Linked DNA regions of Mus musculus: regions 1, 2, 3, 5 and 6 are each linked to region 4. A link is a contact called in public HiChIP or PLAC-seq and promoter capture Hi-C data. All regions are on one chromosome and are shown on one strand. Each heading gives the region's core, a stretch centred on a gene start, on an enhancer-like site or on the middle of the called end of the contact. The rest is flanking DNA. Distances are from core to core; before and after follow the strand shown. Region 1 holds the start of Calhm2 (calcium homeostasis modulator family member 2). Region 2 holds the start of Neurl1a (neuralized E3 ubiquitin protein ligase 1A). Region 3 holds the start of Cfap58 (cilia and flagella associated protein 58). Region 4 holds the start of Stn1 (STN1, CST complex subunit). Region 5 holds the start of Itprip (inositol 1,4,5-triphosphate receptor interacting protein). Region 6 holds the start of Taf5 (TATA-box binding protein associated factor 5).

Region 1 (2,785 bases), core at 228-2,727, 400 kb before region 4:
CAGTTCTACCGAGGATGCTTCTCCTGATGCCAAAGACGGGAAAATCAAGGGGACAGGGTGTCTTGCCTGAGGCCAGACAAATCCAGAGGAGCCAGCTGAGATTTTGACCATGACTTGAGAATACTTAGAAAGTGGACACAATGTGTCAGAGCTAAACTAGCTCCCTCTGTTCATGGCCTCCAGACCTTGCTCTCCTTATTGCTTTCTCCATGCAGCAGCCTGCAGAATCTCTGCCCCAAGGAGCCACAGGTAGCTTCAGCGGGGTTTCAGGCTCGCTGTACTTATCTGCCCTCTTCTGCTTCATGACCTCAGCAGAGATGGCTCTGTGCCAGAAGAGGCCATGGCCTCAGGCTCTTTGGAAGTTTAGCCCCAATTCCCTTCCCAGACTCCACCCATACAGCCAGAGAGACAGTCAGGGTGTGGCCCCATGTCCACCCCCATCAGGAGAACAGGCACTGGGTGGGGTGGGGTGCGGTGGGGGGGACACCAAAAGAAACAGCTCTCCAAGCCAGATGAAGCCTGTGAGTGGAGAGAGGTCAGGCTGTGGAGAGAGATAGGGGAAGCCTGTGCTAAGTCTTTCTGGGTTATATTCACTTCTCTTTTCCTGTTGCCGCCTCTGCCGAGGATGCCATCTGGCACAGGCAGAGCCATGTGGGCTCTGGGAGGAGGGAGGACTGTCTGACTCCCCGGTTCAGAGCCCAGAGCTTCTAAATAATCCCACAAGGAAAGAACTTTGTCCTGTTGCTGGCCATAAACAGGCTAACAGGCAACTCCATCTTCTCCCTCCCTCCCTTCTTGGCTGCTAGGCACCCATTTGCTCCTTGGGGTGGTCTTGGGATCCTAAACCCACCCTCACATGGGGAACACAGTGCCTGACAGATAGCATAGGGATGGAGCAGAGCTGGGACCCGGCCATCCTCTGAGATTATCATGGGGGGGGGGGGGGCTCTTCCCAAGGACAGGAGACAGACAGCTGGGGGTGGGGGAAGCATCATTTCCGTGTTCTTCCCGGAGTTCCCTCCAGATAGTCTCTAGAGGCTGCCGGCTCCTTTAACAGCTGCACACTCCAGGAAAGGGCCCCTCCTTACCTAGGGCTGGTTGCAGGCCCCCGTGGCCTTGGATTCCTGATGGATTGACAGCAGTGTGGGCTCCCGCAGACACTGGGAAGGTGCTCCTGACCGCGAGGCAAAGTGGCCTCACGGGGTTCACTGCCGGCTTTGCTTTTGCACCCAGGTCCGCGTAGGATCCGGGCCCAGCGTTTGAACGCAACGCAACGGAGCTTTGGGCCCAGTTACAAACAAACTTAACTGGAGGCGTCTACAGATGAAGTGCAGGCATCTGCAGACAAATTTAACTCCAGAAAAGAGAGAGAAAGAAACAGTGGCGTGGAACTTTCTAGCCAGAGAATGGAAAAACAGCCTCCTGGCGCCAGGCAGAAGAGGGAGGGCTGCTGAGGGCGGCGCGAGGCAGAAACAGAGGAAGTGGAGAAGCGGTCTCCGATGCTGCGTCCTGTCCCAGCCCGCCTCTGGGCCCGCTGTGGCTGGCCCTACTGGCCCTGCCTTGACTCTACCCTGAGCACCCCTCGGGGGCCATCTGGGAAGGTCTAGGCAGTTGCCAGGCAGGGCCCTCAAGGAGATCTTGCCTAGGCTTGCCCTCCAGGCCAGTTAGAAGAACATCCCCCGTACTTGACACCCACCTGGCAGAAGCTGCGGGAGGAGTTCCCTGCAGAGTCAGGGGAGAGGTGGGTGTTCAGGATTGATGGTGATGCTCCAGATTGCAAACTCCTGGTCAAGACCCTGGTCCCCTCCTCCCCTCCTCTCTCTGCGCATCCTGCCTTTGCCTGTACCTGCCATCCCCAGAAGAGGACCTTCCCATCATAGTCCATCTAACTCCTAGGTACTGTCCCCATCTGGGTATCTAGAACTCCTAAGGCAGAGGCTGGTCTTAGGTAGAAATTAAAGGGAGACAGGATCTCTTAAACTGCACCGCCTGCCCCTAGAGTCGTCTCTGGGAGCTCACAAGTCATGAGTCAAGTCCACTGACAGGGAGAGTGTCAAGATGGCCTCAGTGGCTCCTAAGATTGGGAGAGATAGCCTTCACGGCCATCAGCTCTCCAGGGCTGGGACAGTGGGATTCACACTGAGCAGGGACAAGCCACACCCTCCTGAGTCTGGCTTGTCTGTGTAGCAGGGATAAATGGAGAGCAATCGGTACCCGTGCCTTTCCAAGAAGCACTTTACAGGGTGGGGGACTTGCCTGAGCTCCCACCACTCTGGAGTTAGGTCTCACCAAAGCTTCCCTCACGTCTGTTCCTCTGAGCACTTTCTGGCACCTTATCCCCTGTGGGTGCCCCACCCCACCCTGCAAGTGCACGCGTGCACACACACACACACACACACACACACACACACACACACACACACTTGGTCTGTATTCATTTGGTCCCTTTATTCGGATCTGGGGTTAAGTTCAACTTCCTGTTCCCTGTGGCACCTGGGTCCCAGCTGAGAGTGGAGGTGGGCTCTGAGATAGGCAGGCCAAGGGGCTGGAAGATGGGGCCAGGAAACAAGAAACTGTCTGCACTTCTACTTTCTTTTCTTGGACAAGACAGCAGCTAAGTATTCCTGTCCTGTCCCATCCCTTGGTCGGGTTCAGGGGAGAGGAGAGCAAGCAGTCATGAGTTCCGAAAGGAATGAGCACCTTAACCACACAGCTCCAAGTGTCTGCTGCGTGCCACACGCTTTTACGCATGGTGTGTGAGACCCCGACTTAGAATGTTTCTCCC
Region 2 (2,715 bases), core at 94-2,593, 360 kb before region 4:
GTTGTCTTTCTCCTCAAACACCAGAGCATACCTTTCACAGGTATTTCTAGCTTGCCTGGAGTCTCTGAAACTTAAGGATATAACATGTGCAATCAGAGGAGAGTAAAAGGCAGGACAGGGGGCTAAAGGGGATCAGAGATGATGTCTAAAGATCACAGTAGGATTTTACTGCTGGCAGGCATGGGGATCCATTCACTGTACAAATACTTCTGAGAATCCGCATGTCCCTGCCCTGGGAGCTAGAACACTGTGAGGAAAGTGGCTGGCCGACTCTCCCCTCAGCAAGCTTATTCTCTATCAAGAGAAGCCGAATCTAACCAAGCAGAAAAGGCTACTTTTAGGCAAAGTCATATAAAAGCCACGAAGAGAATGGGATGACCCTATGGAGAATGATAGAGAGAGGCAGAGATGCTTAGCTGGGGTGGTCAGGAAAGAGCTGTGCCTACACATTGAGGATGGGTCCTATGGAGAAACTTCCAGAAAAGGATGGAGGAGATGTCTGTGTCCCACTCATGACCCAGGGCTCACTCTGGATCCGAGTTGGGAAAGTCCGGTTAGAGTGAGCGATGGCCCCGAGAAGCAGCAAGGCTGATGAAGGTGTGAGATGGACAGACGGACTGTCTTCTCCCCCATGATACACTGGGAGAAATAACCGCCCCAGATCCAAGATGACTTCCTGGTCCCTCCTGCAGGTAGCAGTGCTGAGCTACACAGATGGAAGAGTCACGTGAACAGGACATTTACAGACTGCCCCCTTCCTCGAGGAAGCCACCTTGGTCTACTATAGGCTATAGCACCCCCTCTATCCCTTCCCCAATCTCTTAGTTTTCCAGCTGACAGAATAATTCAACTTGGAACCGATATCTCTCTCATGGTTTGTACCTGAGCTGGGTCCCATCGGCTTGCTTCTGGTCTTGTGGTTCTCCGTTCTTGAACATGCAAAGGATGTTTGAACAGTCAGGAAATGGTCTGACTGGGGTTCTGATTGGAAGTTCCAACTACAGCGAAGGGGAGGTGACTGTATTCCTGATCTCAATTGTCTTAATTCATTATCCACTCACTCCTGAGCGTTTTAACACGTGCCAGGCCCTGAATCCCGTGCTAGGGAGCCTCCATTAGGGCTACCTCGCCACGCCCTGGCTCCGGGGCTCCCAGCGTTGTGGCGGTCCTCTTCCTCTTGTTTTCAGGTTCTATGTCCCAGGACAGGGAGACGCTCAACCTCCGAAGCTCCCATCTATTCCTGACGTCAGGTCCGGAGCAGTGCCGCCCCCAACCCTGGGTCCCGCGCGCCTTCGAGAACTTATAGCCAGCGGGAACGCGGCGCGCCCCGAGACCCACATCTGGCAGAGCGGGCGCGCGCGTGTCACTAAGACGCTCATTAACCTGCGCAGCTGTCGCCATAACAACCGGAGCCCCGGAGTCCTGGCGACGCTAGGGCGGGGGTTGGGGGCGGCGGCCTCGGGAGGGACCTGGCGGGAGCGGGGGCGGTCCACACGAGCCGGGCGCTGCAAGCTCACCCGCGGGCGGGAGGGCGCCACGCACGTCGCCGCGGCCGTCCCCGCGGGCGGGGACCGAGCCCGCCGACGAGCCTCCGAGCAGCCGCGCGCCGAGCCCCGACTCTATGGCCCGCGGGGAGCGCGCCGCCGCTGCGCCGCCCACCCGCAGCCGGAATCCGAGCTCCAGCACCAGGCAGAGCGCAGCGGCTCGCGCCGCGGGCCGGGGCCCAGGGGCCGGGCCGCCCCGGGCGCGGGGCATGGGAGCCCGGTAGCCGGGTGGCGCGAGGACCCCCACGGCGGGCAGGACCCGCCGAGCGAAGACCGCCAAGCCCAGGGAGAGCCGGAGACAGCAAACCGCCCGCCCCCGGTCGCAGCCCCGCCAGGGCCCTCCCCTGGCAGCGCGCACCCGCGCGCGCACACACTTGCACACCTTTCCTCCGCTCCTGCCCAGCCTTGCCTGGCTCCCGCCGGAGCACCCCCGGGGGGCCGATGCCATGGGTAACAACTTCTCCAGTGTCTCCTCTCTGCAGCGAGGAAACCCGAGCCGCGCGTCGCGGGGCCACCCCCAGAACCTCAAAGGTAGGCTTCGCTGACCGGGGAGCAATTGCAGGGAGGGTTGCGGCGCAGGTGGAGTGGTGGGCAGGGGTGCGGTTGGGGACGACCGGCAGGTGCCACCTGTTGTGTGCATTTGGAGGGCGGGAGAGGCGCTTCTGACAGTGGAGGTGGGCTGTGGTGGCAGCTGACCGGTGCTGATGGTGGAGATGAGGGAGGATGGCGGTCGGTGGGGGTCTGCGCAATTCTCCTTATCTGCCCTGGCAACGTCACTGGAGTCCCCTCCAGTGATGCTAAGCGGTGAGAAGAGGTGGGAAAAACATTTGCCGGCTGGATAGGGCAGTGTGGAGGGAAACCTAGGTTTTTCCAGATGAGCCTCCCAAGAGAGTCATTGTGGTCTTTTTTGCATTTGCCTAGGGCTGGGGGAGATCCCGCTGGAAGCACTAGTTGCATTTCCAAGCAGAGGGTCTTAGAGATTCAGGACTAGAAGGGCAGACGCGTGCTCCCGGGGTCTTTGCAAGTGGGTGATCTTTTGCACCGTCTGAGTCAGGTTGTTTGGTTTTGTTTGTTTATTTGTTTGTTTGTTTGTTTTGTGCATCCAAAGACAAAGTATCTGGTCTGAACCCTAGAAAGAGGGGAAGGGAGCTTCCAAACAGATGGAACGTTA
Region 3 (2,700 bases), core at 140-2,639, 400 kb after region 4:
ACTATAAAAATTAAAAAGACCTACTTAAGCATTCCCCAAAGGAATGTTATTGAAACGTCCAAATAAAGAAAAGTAAAATTTTCCTATGTCATTTTATTATTTTTATTCTTTGAAATTTCAATAAATATTTACAGGGATAAAAATGTTGGCAAAGGTTATGAACAGGGAAGCTCACAGAAGGGAGGCCCAGAGCAGCTCGTGTTCATAGGAAGAAAAATGCTCAATTTCTTCAGTGGAGGAAGCGAAAGTAAAAGCAAAATGTGCCTCTGCTTCTTCCAGCCCATTGACAGAATTTGAAAATTGCCTAATTAGATGAACTAATGTTTGTCTAGCCCTTGCTTGATGCTCAGTAAACGCCGGATGGGTGCAGAACCTGGGACATTCGCTGTGGTACAACATATATAGGGCAGTGCCATTAAGGGATTGCACCTTTGCTGTTGGAAAGCAGAGTCCACTTTTAGGCAGGAAAAGGTACACGCTTCGGATAGTCACGTGGTCACTGCGTCTTAGGTTCACGAGTTGCTACGGAACAGAGCTTTTGCCTATGTGTAGTGGGTGAAGTGGAAGAATACATCTTACAATAGGGACATGGAAAAGGAGAGGAGAGGTTGTCTTAGCCCCAGTGGCCCTTCGGTGAGATTTCTTTTGCAGAACACACATGCGTGTTCTAATATGATGTCCCCTAGGATTCCCCTATGCACAACCTCGCTCATCAATATCTCCTACAGGGGAATTTATATATAGGTCCGTAAAATGCACACCAGTCAACAATGGCTATGGTGGTGATTGGTGAATTGGAGGCAGCCTTGTTATTCAACATTTGAGGAAGGAAATGACATGTGTCGGGTCTTCAATTTGAAATGCCAAGCAGAAGTCTGAAGCAACGGACACCAGTGCAATAAAATTAGGCCCTAGAAAAGAACGCTGCCCAGTGAGAAAAGAACATATTTCTAACGTTCATTAGCAAACTAATAAAAACACACGAGAAAATGGGATTGATTTTTTTTAAAAATACATATCTGAGCACACAAGCACTTATTAACAATCTTTGTGGCTGAATTTGAGGGTTGGGAAATAGGGCTAGCGATAAAGAGAAAGAAAACCACATTTCACGAACAAGACTGATTATCCATCCCAGCTCTATGCATTCACAGTGCACTGGTTTCTTGAGTCTGGGGATTCTGCTATGCCTCTCAGGGGCACGGTTCCTTGGCTCCATCCCCTTCAGGATATATTTGCATATTTCTCTGCGGACCACTGCCGGGTACCGACCTACGGGGCTCCGCCCCTTTCGAACCTGTGCTTTGCCTCAGCGGCAGGGGGCGTGGCGGTTGCCAGGCGACCGAAGACGCACCGAGCGCCGGATTTCGGCGCCCGGGCTGGCGATCAGAAAAACGTGTCGCCCTTTTAGACACTGGGGGCAGTGCACAGCCCCTTCTCCAGACTCCAGCCCAGTTTTCTGATCTCCTCGGCAGCCTTTGAGGCCGCCTCCAAACAGCGTCAGGATGACGGAGGTCAGGAGTCAGAGCCCCTCTTTTTCTCCTTGGTTCTCTTCCTGTCATCTCTTTCCTACTGGAACTCATCCTTTGTTACACTCACTAATTCTGATCCTCCTTCACAAGCACCCCTGCTATATGCATCCTCACGCTTTTTCTCTCGTGGCTCTGTCCCACCTCTCCTCTCTTCATGAATTCGCAGACCGTGACTGGCAGTCTGAACTGCGGGCGATTACTGATACCGCAGCAGAGATGTTATTGAAAATGTCTCATTGTTACTTTCCTCATTAACCTCTCCACCTGTCGCGCCCTGATCCCCTAACACATGATCACCAGCTGTCACACTTTCATCACGGCCCTCCAGCTCATTGTCATTGCCCTGTGCTCTCATTGACCCCGTGTTAACATCCCGCAGCCCCGTCTCTCGCCTGTGTTACTGGACACTTCATCTTCAGCTGCACTGATGAGGGCTGACTTCTGCATCCTTCAGTAACCTGTCTGTCCATTAGCCCTCTCATCTATAACCTCGACAGCCCTACATCCTTGCCATCACTTGACATGCAGAGTTCTCATTTATCTTGGTCTTACTTAAATTCTTCACCGATCTATCAGAGTGCACCCGCACCTTACCTATTATATACCATTTCCAGCCAGTATCAGCTGTATAATCTGTGAGTTCCAGAGTAAAATGAAAAGCTTTTTAAAATTACTAAGACTTTTAAGCTGTGACAGCAGAGAATTTAACCAAGGTAGAAGTCTTCTGAGTACTAAGTCTTGAGTGAGTGACTGGGCCCACACCCATGAAACCAGCCCCGGTCCCAACATCTCCTAGCACAACCGTGCCCCGCCCAATTGCTTCTTGTCCTCTCTCTGCCTTTGCATCTCCTCACCATTCCATCTCCTCCACCTCAACTCTGCCTTTGTAAGCTCCACCCCCATCGTTCCTTATCCCCCCACACTGTCCCTGCTCCCAGTTGCCATCACTCAGTGTCCCGGGAGACTGTGGTCACATCACCGCTCCCCACTACCTGGTCTCTTTCATGACTCTTCACTTCCCATCTTCGCTTCTTGGTTCTGCTTGCTCTCATTTTTATTCCTCATTCTTTTGCTTTGCTTTGTGTTTTCTCTGGTTCTCACTGTCCTCTTCTCAGTTCATTGTTCTTCATTCTCCATGTTTTCCTCCCTGGAAAACTTGTTGTCTGCA
Region 4 (2,700 bases), core at 178-2,677:
ACCCCCACATGTTTACTGAGAGGACACGGACACTTTGCAGAAAGTGAGTCACATAACCAGAAAGGTAAGTCCCACATTAAGACTTTGGGAGCCTGCCTATCTAGTCCACTCAAAAACAGGCTCCCAAAAGGAGCCTAGGTATTTTAAAGTATGGAATACCTTAAGCACATGTGGTTTTAGTTATGTATTTTATTGAGAAAAGCTCTTATGTAGCCCAGGCTGGCTTTGAACCCTTCATCGTCTCTATTTCCATCATCCGAGCGTTGGAATCTGGTTATGTACAGGTTGGGAGAAAGAGCTCAATGCAAAGCTCAAAGTTTGATCAACTTCAAATTCTTAGGTTGTCTTTAATTTGCACAAAAATCACAGTAATAAACTCTTTCCAAGGTTGAGGCTAGATAACTTTCAGACAGGGCTCTTTAGATGCCCTAAGCCTCCGGCTTTCTGTATCTTTGAGGGTCAGGGTGCAGCACAGGGCGTCCGTTAAGCTGACAGGCCACATACCTGGCACTTGTTGGGACTCCTTCATCTCCAGGATATCCTTGATGTAGAGTTTTGCAAAGGCTAGAAACACAGGATCCAGACCCCAAAAGAGGGGCGGGATCTCCTCTTCCCTTGGACTGGATTCACACTCCATCAAGAGGCAGGGCTGTGGCATCTGCTAACCCAGAGCCAAGACTCTACAAAAGAAAACAAAAATAAGGTTTTAGGGTGTTTAGTGTGGGTAACGGTCATCCAGAAGTCTTAGGAGGGTAACACAGGGGTTCAGGACCCTGTCAAACTTCATGCCTAGCAGATGGCAAAGTCCTTGTATGAGGCTCCTTCGGACGAAATACCAACTGAGAATCAGTTAAACACCAAATTTTCTTTTCAGACGAGGTCTCAGATAGCCCCGGCTGATCTTAATCTAGCTATGTAGTGGAGGATGGCTTTGAACTAGTGATCCTCCAGTACTGGGATTACTGGCATGTCCCATCAGACCTGGTTTATACAGTGCTGGGGATGGAACGCAGGGCTTCATGCAAGGTTTCGTGCAGGCTAGGCAAGTGCTCTCCAACAACTGAGCTACATCCCCTAAATACTAATTCTCCACTTTGAGGATAACCATACACACAGGCGTACCCCAAAAAGGAGTTTTAACGAGTGAATCCGGAGAGTAATGGAGAGAGTCCCTGTGGCCGTGGACTTTGGGGGCCCTGAAGGTGTGTCTATCCAAGCTTCGACCTTTCACCTCTGGGAAGAGCGGAGGAAAGGAAAAAGAGGCAGAAATCAGAGCAGTTTACAACTTCTCCCGAAGCAGGAGCAGCCAGCCAAGATTGCCGAACCAGTTCCGGTTGCGAGAAGGAAGCGAGCACACTCCCGCCGGCGTATTTCCTTCCCGCCACCCGCGCCTAGCTACCGCCAGCCACTCCCGCTGAGGCCACGCCCCCGACGTCCTCCTCAAGGCCACGCCCACCCCACGTATCGGTTCCGCCCACGCCGCCTTCCCGGTCTACATACACCCTGCGCAGGCTCTTGGGGGCTCTCCTAATCTCGGAGATTCCCGAGCCAGCCCGGGAATTCCTGCTGCTCAAATCCCGCCTTCCATGTCACATTTGTCACTCCGATTCCCTCAGACGGTTCCAGGAAATTGGGACGGGATCAAACTTAAATTTTCTTTTTTAAAAGTAGGGCAGGGGGTTGTCTTGACTGATTAAAGCAACAAACAACGAAATTAGGCAATGGGGTATTTTACTGTTTCTTCACAGCTGGTAATGATCCCCTGACATCGTAGGGATGCTACAGTCTCGCTTGCAGATGTTCTGCTCTAAACCTGAGGCCCCGAGAGAATGAGAGGTCTTGTCTCTAACGGAAACCACCCCTATGAGGTTTCCTCCAGGATGTTGTGCCTTTAACTCTTGAGAGACTGACAATTCTTGTATAAACCATGGCCACCTCCTTGGAGCCCTGTCTCCACTGTCTCCACCCATATAAATAAAGACGTTTTTCCCTACTCACAGGGACTCACACGCCTAGGAGAGGGCAGGTCACTCACTCCAGCGGCAAAAGAGGCAGGAGGCCAAAGAGATCATTGCTAAACTATCAGAGAAGGGCTGGGATGGAAACTGGGTGTCATTAGAACCATGGCTTTCAGTTACTGCCCTGGCCACAGAAGGAGCGGACAGTGTCTCCCAGACTCTGTGGCACAGAATGGCTGGGCCCGTGGAGTTTAAGATCTGTGTAAACCCAATCCCTCTCTACTAGAAGAGGTTCTCTCCCAAGGAAACATAGTAGGATGGATGCTTCCAATTCACCTGTCAGGTAGAGAAAGACAGGTTGGGTGACATTCTCAGGACTGCACACCTCTGCGCCAGGGTGGAGTCCAGGGACCAGTCTCCGCTGTCCTCAGAAGTTGAGGTATTTTCAGAAATGACGCTCAGAGCTCTCAGGGCTAGAGCGCTGGACTCTGGGTTTACTGCCAACCTGGGGGAGGGCCACGCCTTGTGGTATAAATAGAAGCAGACTCCCCTGATGTCATCTTTTACAGTGATGGAGGACTCTTTAGAGGGGAGTGTGCCTCTTGATCTGAGCCCCAGACCTGAGGAGTAGATGGTAACGAAGCTGAGGGTGAGCTGTAGAATTCCAGATTGAGGGGTTTGCATGGAGCTTTGTAAAGATCTCAGCCTCCCTCCTGTAGAACTCCCAGACTCCAAGCCTTCC
Region 5 (2,700 bases), core at 32-2,531, 380 kb after region 4:
AGGGCTCCCCATCTTCCTCAGGGATCCAGGCAGAAAGTGAATATAACCACCACGTGGTTACCCACAAGTGGAAAAATCTGAAGGCAGAATGCCTGGGGCAGCAGACATTCACACGGAATCAGCAAATAACGAAGGCCACTTAGGCATACCAGGCTGGCAGGCAGGCAGGAGGCGAATGACAGCGGCCTCTGTCACCCTTCTCACCGCTGACCTGGACGAGTGGCCACACAAAGCTGTGTTGGGTTCAGCTGGTAGCCTCTCCCAAAACAGAGCTAGTTTGTAAAAGAGAAGAAATCCGAAAGGCAACAGAAAACCACCCGACATTGGCTTACATGGTACCAGTATCTGGCCTCTTCTGTTTTGGCAAGAATGACCAGTCTCATACTAGGTAGAGGGGCAAAAGGCTAAATGTAGTTCTTCCCTGGTTCTGTCACTATTTTCCCATTTTGTACGGGGAATCGGGGTTAGGAACTTCTGAGTCTCTTCACCTGTCAGCCAGAATGAGGGAGGCTCAGAGTGGGCCTTGAGAATGGGGCATAGACTACACAGCCCAAGAGAAAAACGTGCAGGGTCTACTTCACTAGGAGTCTTGAAAGAGGAAGTGGCAGGGGCTTCATCCGGCCTGAAGCAACCTCCTTGCGTCAAGACAAGCTATGAAGAAACTAACGTCATTCCCGTTCCTTTCTCCCAGGACTGAGACTCGGCTACCCAACACGGTTTAAGAGATGGAAGGTCCCGGCTCTAGGCACAAACCCGTGGCACGGCTAGGGGCTCCGAAGCAGAAGCCGCCTGCCTCTCAGATTGCTGAAGGCACTGGGGGCTCCGTGGCGCAGACGAGGGCAGAGAGACCCCAGTGCATCACACCCGGAGAGTGATGAGGGAGATAATGCCCACTTCCTGGGCGTGCATTAAAAGAGTTCCCGGGGTCGGTCCCGGCCAGGGTTCCCGCAGACGTCCCTCAGAGCTCCTGGTCACGATCTCCCACGCACATCTACGGGGATCCTCCGTCCCCTGAGCGCCCTTCATCCCACACACTCAGCTTGTGGGGGCAGCAAAGCCTCATAGTCGAACCCCGCACTTACGTTCGGCCGCGGCCGCCGCAGGGATACCGAGTGGGCCTCGCTCCAAGCGCGGGTCGTGGTCCCGGGTCTGCAGGCTGCCGGGGATCCAGGGATGCGGGCGACTAGACCAAGGCGGCTCCCGCCTCCTGGACTCCTCCCGCCCAGCTTTACTGGGCAACAGAGTTACTCATTTCCGCGTTGTCACGGAAACTTTTTGCTCCTTATAAGAACAAAACACCCGCCTTTACTGGCGCCGGGCGGAGGTCCTTAAGGACGACCGTGACGGTTGCCGGTAAGGGACTCTGGACCCGCCTCGGAGACCATCCTCTGGGTCTCTCGGATGCTCCAGAGAGGGCAGCGAAATTAGAGAGCCACCTGACGAGAAGGATCTGGCTGCCGGAGAGGAATAAAGAGGGAGACAAGGGACCCGGGAAGGACGTCCTTAAAATCAGGTCTAGGCTGCAGGATGTAAAGGGTTAAGGTGCTGTTAGTCAGCTCGCATTTCTGTGGCGCGTTTTACAACCGGTGGAATTCCTGGGGCCACCTATTTTGTCCCTCGAGGAAAATATAAAACGAGACACAAGGCGAACCACTGTCCCTCTTGCATTGTGACTGGATTAAAACAGTTTGCTAAATTTTTTGGTTAATGTACGCATTGTCTCTTGGCGGGAGAAAGGCACAAAGGAGGAAGATGACCGGAGGCTGTTAGGGGGCGCTCTGTTTTCCAGTTGTCAATGTAGTATTGCTTTTAGAGCAGGAAGCGCTGGAACAGAGCACAGTAGAACTCATACTTTAAACAAAACTTTAATAGTATATCAACAATCTTCCCTTTGTGAAGTAGCACATTCCTACAACTGGTGGGAGGGGCTGGAAAGGGCTGGAATAAATTTTCAGTTCGTTTCGGGAGCTCCTAGGAGAAGCTGAGGAAATAACACTGTCTAGAGATGATCACTTTACTACTGGCATTGGTCTCGGGAGCACCTCGGGAGCATCTTGGGAGCACCTCGCTTTCCTCCTCCATCCAGCCCAAATGACACTCTCCTGAACGCTTTAGGCTGAGTTTGCGGGATAAACAGACAATGAGAGAATGTCCTAAAAATAGACCCTGGCCCTTGGCCCAGGGTACTTCTAAGTCTTTGGCTGCCTGCTGCTCACACCCCTTTCCTGATTGGGGGTGGTGGGGGATTCTTATCGCAGAGTTTGGGGGCCAGGGAAGGGTAAGGAACCTTGGGGAACATTCTCAAAAGAGCTGTGTATTTCTAAAATGTCTCCATGTTCAATGGACAGGACACCCAGAACAGGTGGGGGAAGTGTGTGTGTGTTGCTTGTGTTATGTGTGGAATGTCAAGGTTAGTGCTTTCAATGCACTCTGGGGTTGTCGTCCGCCAGCAAAATCTACTTCAGCGTTTTCTAACAAGCTGCATACTCTTATTAATATAAGGATCATTTGTTACATTCCTTTGTCGTTTGAACCTGATTATCTTACCCCAGAGCTTTTAATGTTCTCTTGTCCACTCTCGGGACTAGTTTGGTCTATAATCCTAACCTGCCATATAAGCCCTTCATGACTGGCCTCTTTTCATGTGCCCAAGCTTATATCTCACTCATGTGCCACACTGAATTTTATACACACACACAC
Region 6 (2,700 bases), core at 33-2,532, 470 kb before region 4:
CCAAGTAAGGGCTGCTGTTGTAGCCCAGCAGCAGAACACTGCCTAGGATTCAAGAGGCAGGGTGAGGTTCACTTCCTAGTACTGCCCCAAACAACAACAAAATAGTAACAATGGGTAATTAATACACAGTAGAAACATTTTAGTCATAAAAACGTCTATATAAAAACTTTTTAGCTGGACCCCTACACTTGGAAGGTGAAGGCAGGAGGACCAGAAATTCAAGGTCCCCCTTAACTTCACAGCAGGTTCAAGGCCAGCCTGCGTGCATAAGACCCTGCCTTAATCTTTTCTTTAAAAAGGAAAAAAAATTTTTTCCTTAGGACAGAAATGGTTTATTTGGTAACAAGGAATGAGAAGAAATTAACTTTTTTTTCTCTTTAACTTTATAGTTGATTTTGTTGTTGGTTTTGGTTTTGTTGTTCTTGTTCTTGTTGGAGACAAGGTCTCCGGAGACAGTGTAGCCCTGACTGATCTAGAACTTGCTGAGGCGATCCTGTGACCTCTATCTTCGGCTTAAATTTATTTTTAGAAACTACATCCAGCTTAAAGGCTTTTTTAAAAAAAATAAACGATATAACATATACTGTAAAGTTCACAAAGCTAGATTTTTACAGGAATAAAAAGTGAAAAAGAGCCGGGCGTGGTGGCGCACGCCTTTAATCGCAGCACTCAGCGGATTTCTGAGTTCGAGGCCAGCCTGGTCTACAAAGTGAGTTCCAGAACAGCCAGGGCTCTATAGAGAAACCCTGTCTCGAAAAAACAAACCAAACCAAAAAAAAAAAAAAAAAAAGAAAGAAAGAAAAACTGAAAAAGTAACCACTGCTCAGCCCACAGCATCAGAGAGCCTTTCCAGTAACTAGGAGGCCTCTTTCTGATAAATGCTATGTGCTTTTGAATTAAATACCTGGGCGTGAATCGTTTTCTTCGCGTGTGATTTTAGCATGGTATTTAACCTCTTTGGATTCTGGTTAAGCCGTCTGTAAAGACTCCAGGGATTAGCACCTTTAAACTTGTTGAATTAAAAGAGCTCGTATAATATAAAACGGCTATCTCATCGCCTGAATGCAATAAACGGTAATTAGCAGGCAAATGCAATAGAGACTGACGGTAAGCAACTCCCACTTCCTGCCTGCCTTTCGCTCGGTTTTGAAAGTAGCTCTTTCTCGTGCCTTTTCTCCTCGCTAGCTCCTCCCACTGCCGTAAATGGCCTGCCCCGGCTGTCGTGAAACGCCCTACCCCCGCCCTCCATGTGGCGAAAACGCAGTCACGCTTGACGGCGCGAGGTGGCTCAGCCGCAAGATGGCGGCGCTGGCGGAGGAGCAGACGGAGGTGGCGGTCAAGCTAGAGCCTGAGGGACCGCCGACGCTGCTACCTCCGCAGGCTGGCGACGGCGCAGGCGAGGGGAGCGGCGGCACTCCCAACAACGGCCCCAACGGCGGCGGCGGCGGGAATGTGGCAGTGGCAGCGGCGGCCGGCGGGGACGGCGGGACCCCCAAGCCTGGGGTGGCTGTCTCCGCCGCTGCCCCGGCGGGGGCGGCCCCGGTGCCCGCCGCTCCGGCGGAGGCCGGCGCTCCCCACGACCGACAGACCCTCCTGGCCGTGCTGCAATTCCTCCGGCAGAGCAACCTCCGCGAGGCCGAAGAGGCGCTGCGCCGGGAGGCCCGGCTGCTGGAGGAGGCGGTGGCGGGCTCCGGAGCTCCGGGAGAGTTGGACGGGGCCGGCGCGGAGGCGGCCAGCGCGCTTCTCAGCCGGGTCACCGCTTCAGTTCCCGGCTCTGCGGCCCCCGAGCCTCCGGGGACGGGCGCCTCGGTGACCTCGGTGTTCTCGGGTTCAGCCTCAGGTCCTGCGGCTCCGGGAAAGGGTGAGTCTCGGGCTCCCGGGCTGAGGAGCGCCGGCTGGAAGGGGAGCTAGCCGGGAAGGCGAGGGCTGGCGGGCCTGCACCTCTGCGGGCTTGTTTTGAATTTCCTGGGCCCGCCTCTAGGGCCACACGCCCGCCCCTTTCGCTCCTGCGCCGGCTGCGCAGTCAAACCCTCTTCTGAGCTGTCAGTTCCAGCCAGAGGCTGAGCAGCAGGGCTGTGGAGTCGAGGGAGGCGCCAGGGACCGGGGATTGACAGAAGAGGGGAACCTTAGGGGTTTCGGGGTTTCTGCTCTTACTTAGACTTAGGAACCTAGGATTGGGTTCGCGTGAACACGAGTATCGTACTGTCACATTCCCATACTACTATTGTACAGCAGGTACTTTCCGTGTCTTGATTTTTCACAACTGTATAGTTCTCATCTCTCCTTTTGAGACGAGACAACGGACTTTTTGAGCAAAGCCGGAAGGGCTTGCTTTGGATAACACCTCCAGAGTGGAGGTTGTAAGTGTTTCTTAGAATGTGGGCTGAGAACCGCTGGTGTTAAGTGTTTTAGAGGATTTCTGAGCATCACTTAAGGCTTATTAAACTCTGTAAGGGCAGAGTCTGGGAATCTGCCTTGCAGAGCTTTTGAAAACTCTTAAGTCTACGGGCAGGAGTGGGGCAGACCTTTTTGTCTCTGTTGCTTTTTCTTGTGTGATGTCAGTTAAAGGTTTTTTTTTGGGGGGGTTATTTTATTTTATTTTGCCTTTTTACTAAGTAAGTTATTACGAGTCTAAGATGTAATGAGTAATGTGCCTAGTTCTGAAAGTTTAGTTCCTGACTCCAGTTACTGACAACCCAT

The links. Promoter capture Hi-C pulls out the DNA fragments that hold promoters and counts their contacts. HiChIP or PLAC-seq counts read pairs in DNA pulled down with a chosen protein or histone mark. Capture Hi-C pulls out chosen DNA fragments and counts their contacts.
Region 1: a contact with region 4 is called in an H3K27ac HiChIP or PLAC-seq map of microglia, with 6 times the contacts expected there. The contact joins the promoter of Calhm2 here to the promoter of Stn1 in region 4. A contact is called at or near these places in 4 of 39 promoter capture datasets (liver, pre-B cells and stem cell-derived epiblast-like cells), 1 of 115 datasets of contacts at active chromatin or transcription factors (microglia) and 1 of 9 other capture datasets (adipose tissue).
Region 2: a promoter capture Hi-C map of adipose tissue shows a contact between it and region 4. The contact joins the promoter of Neurl1a here to the promoter of Stn1 in region 4. A contact is called at or near these places in 4 of 39 promoter capture datasets (the C10 cell line, cranial neural crest, liver and 1 more) and 1 of 9 other capture datasets (adipose tissue).
Region 3: a promoter capture Hi-C map of adipose tissue shows a contact between it and region 4. The contact joins the promoter of Cfap58 here to the promoter of Stn1 in region 4. A contact is called at or near these places in 16 of 39 promoter capture datasets (the 3T3-L1 cell line, 3T3-L1-derived adipocytes, the C10 cell line and 11 more), 1 of 484 Hi-C or Micro-C datasets (embryonic stem cells), 7 of 115 datasets of contacts at active chromatin or transcription factors (T-cell acute lymphoblastic leukemia, embryonic basal ganglia, embryonic stem cells and 4 more) and 2 of 9 other capture datasets (adipose tissue and pancreatic islet).
Region 5: a contact with region 4 is called in a promoter capture Hi-C map of pre-B cells. The contact joins the promoter of Itprip here to the promoter of Stn1 in region 4. A contact is called at or near these places in 14 of 39 promoter capture datasets (the 3T3-L1 cell line, 3T3-L1-derived adipocytes, the C10 cell line and 9 more), 1 of 484 Hi-C or Micro-C datasets (neutrophils), 10 of 115 datasets of contacts at active chromatin or transcription factors (the 230-238 cell line, T-cell acute lymphoblastic leukemia, embryonic basal ganglia and 7 more) and 3 of 9 other capture datasets (adipose tissue, liver and pancreatic islet).
Region 6: a contact with region 4 is called in an HNF4G HiChIP or PLAC-seq map of pancreatic cancer cells. The contact joins the promoter of Taf5 here to the promoter of Stn1 in region 4. A contact is called at or near these places in 1 of 39 promoter capture datasets (second pharyngeal arch cranial neural crest) and 1 of 115 datasets of contacts at active chromatin or transcription factors (pancreatic cancer cells).

What each region holds. Positions count from the first base shown.
Region 1 is chr19:47,136,817-47,139,601 of GRCm38.p6, forward strand. It overlaps Calhm2 (calcium homeostasis modulator family member 2), which reads right to left and starts at 1,478. Exons shown (of 3, transcript NM_133746.5): 1 at 1,089-1,478.
Region 2 is chr19:47,177,477-47,180,191 of GRCm38.p6, forward strand. It overlaps Neurl1a (neuralized E3 ubiquitin protein ligase 1A), which reads left to right and starts at 1,344. Exons shown (of 6, transcript NM_021360.4): 1 at 1,344-2,075. The coding sequence starts at 1,991.
Region 3 is chr19:47,936,323-47,939,022 of GRCm38.p6, forward strand. It overlaps Cfap58 (cilia and flagella associated protein 58), which reads left to right and starts at 1,390. Exons shown (of 18, transcript NM_001163267.1): 1 at 1,390-1,514. The coding sequence starts at 1,506.
Region 4 is chr19:47,535,692-47,538,391 of GRCm38.p6, forward strand. Stn1 (STN1, CST complex subunit) reads right to left here and starts at 1,428. Exons shown (of 10, transcript NM_175360.3): 1 at 1,123-1,428; 2 at 505-680. The coding sequence starts at 658.
Region 5 is chr19:47,918,042-47,920,741 of GRCm38.p6, forward strand. It overlaps Itprip (inositol 1,4,5-triphosphate receptor interacting protein), which reads right to left and starts at 1,282. Exons shown (of 2, transcript NM_001362458.1): 1 at 1,083-1,282.
Region 6 is chr19:47,066,466-47,069,165 of GRCm38.p6, forward strand. Taf5 (TATA-box binding protein associated factor 5) reads left to right here and starts at 1,283. Exons shown (of 11, transcript NM_177342.3): 1 at 1,283-1,861. The coding sequence starts at 1,300.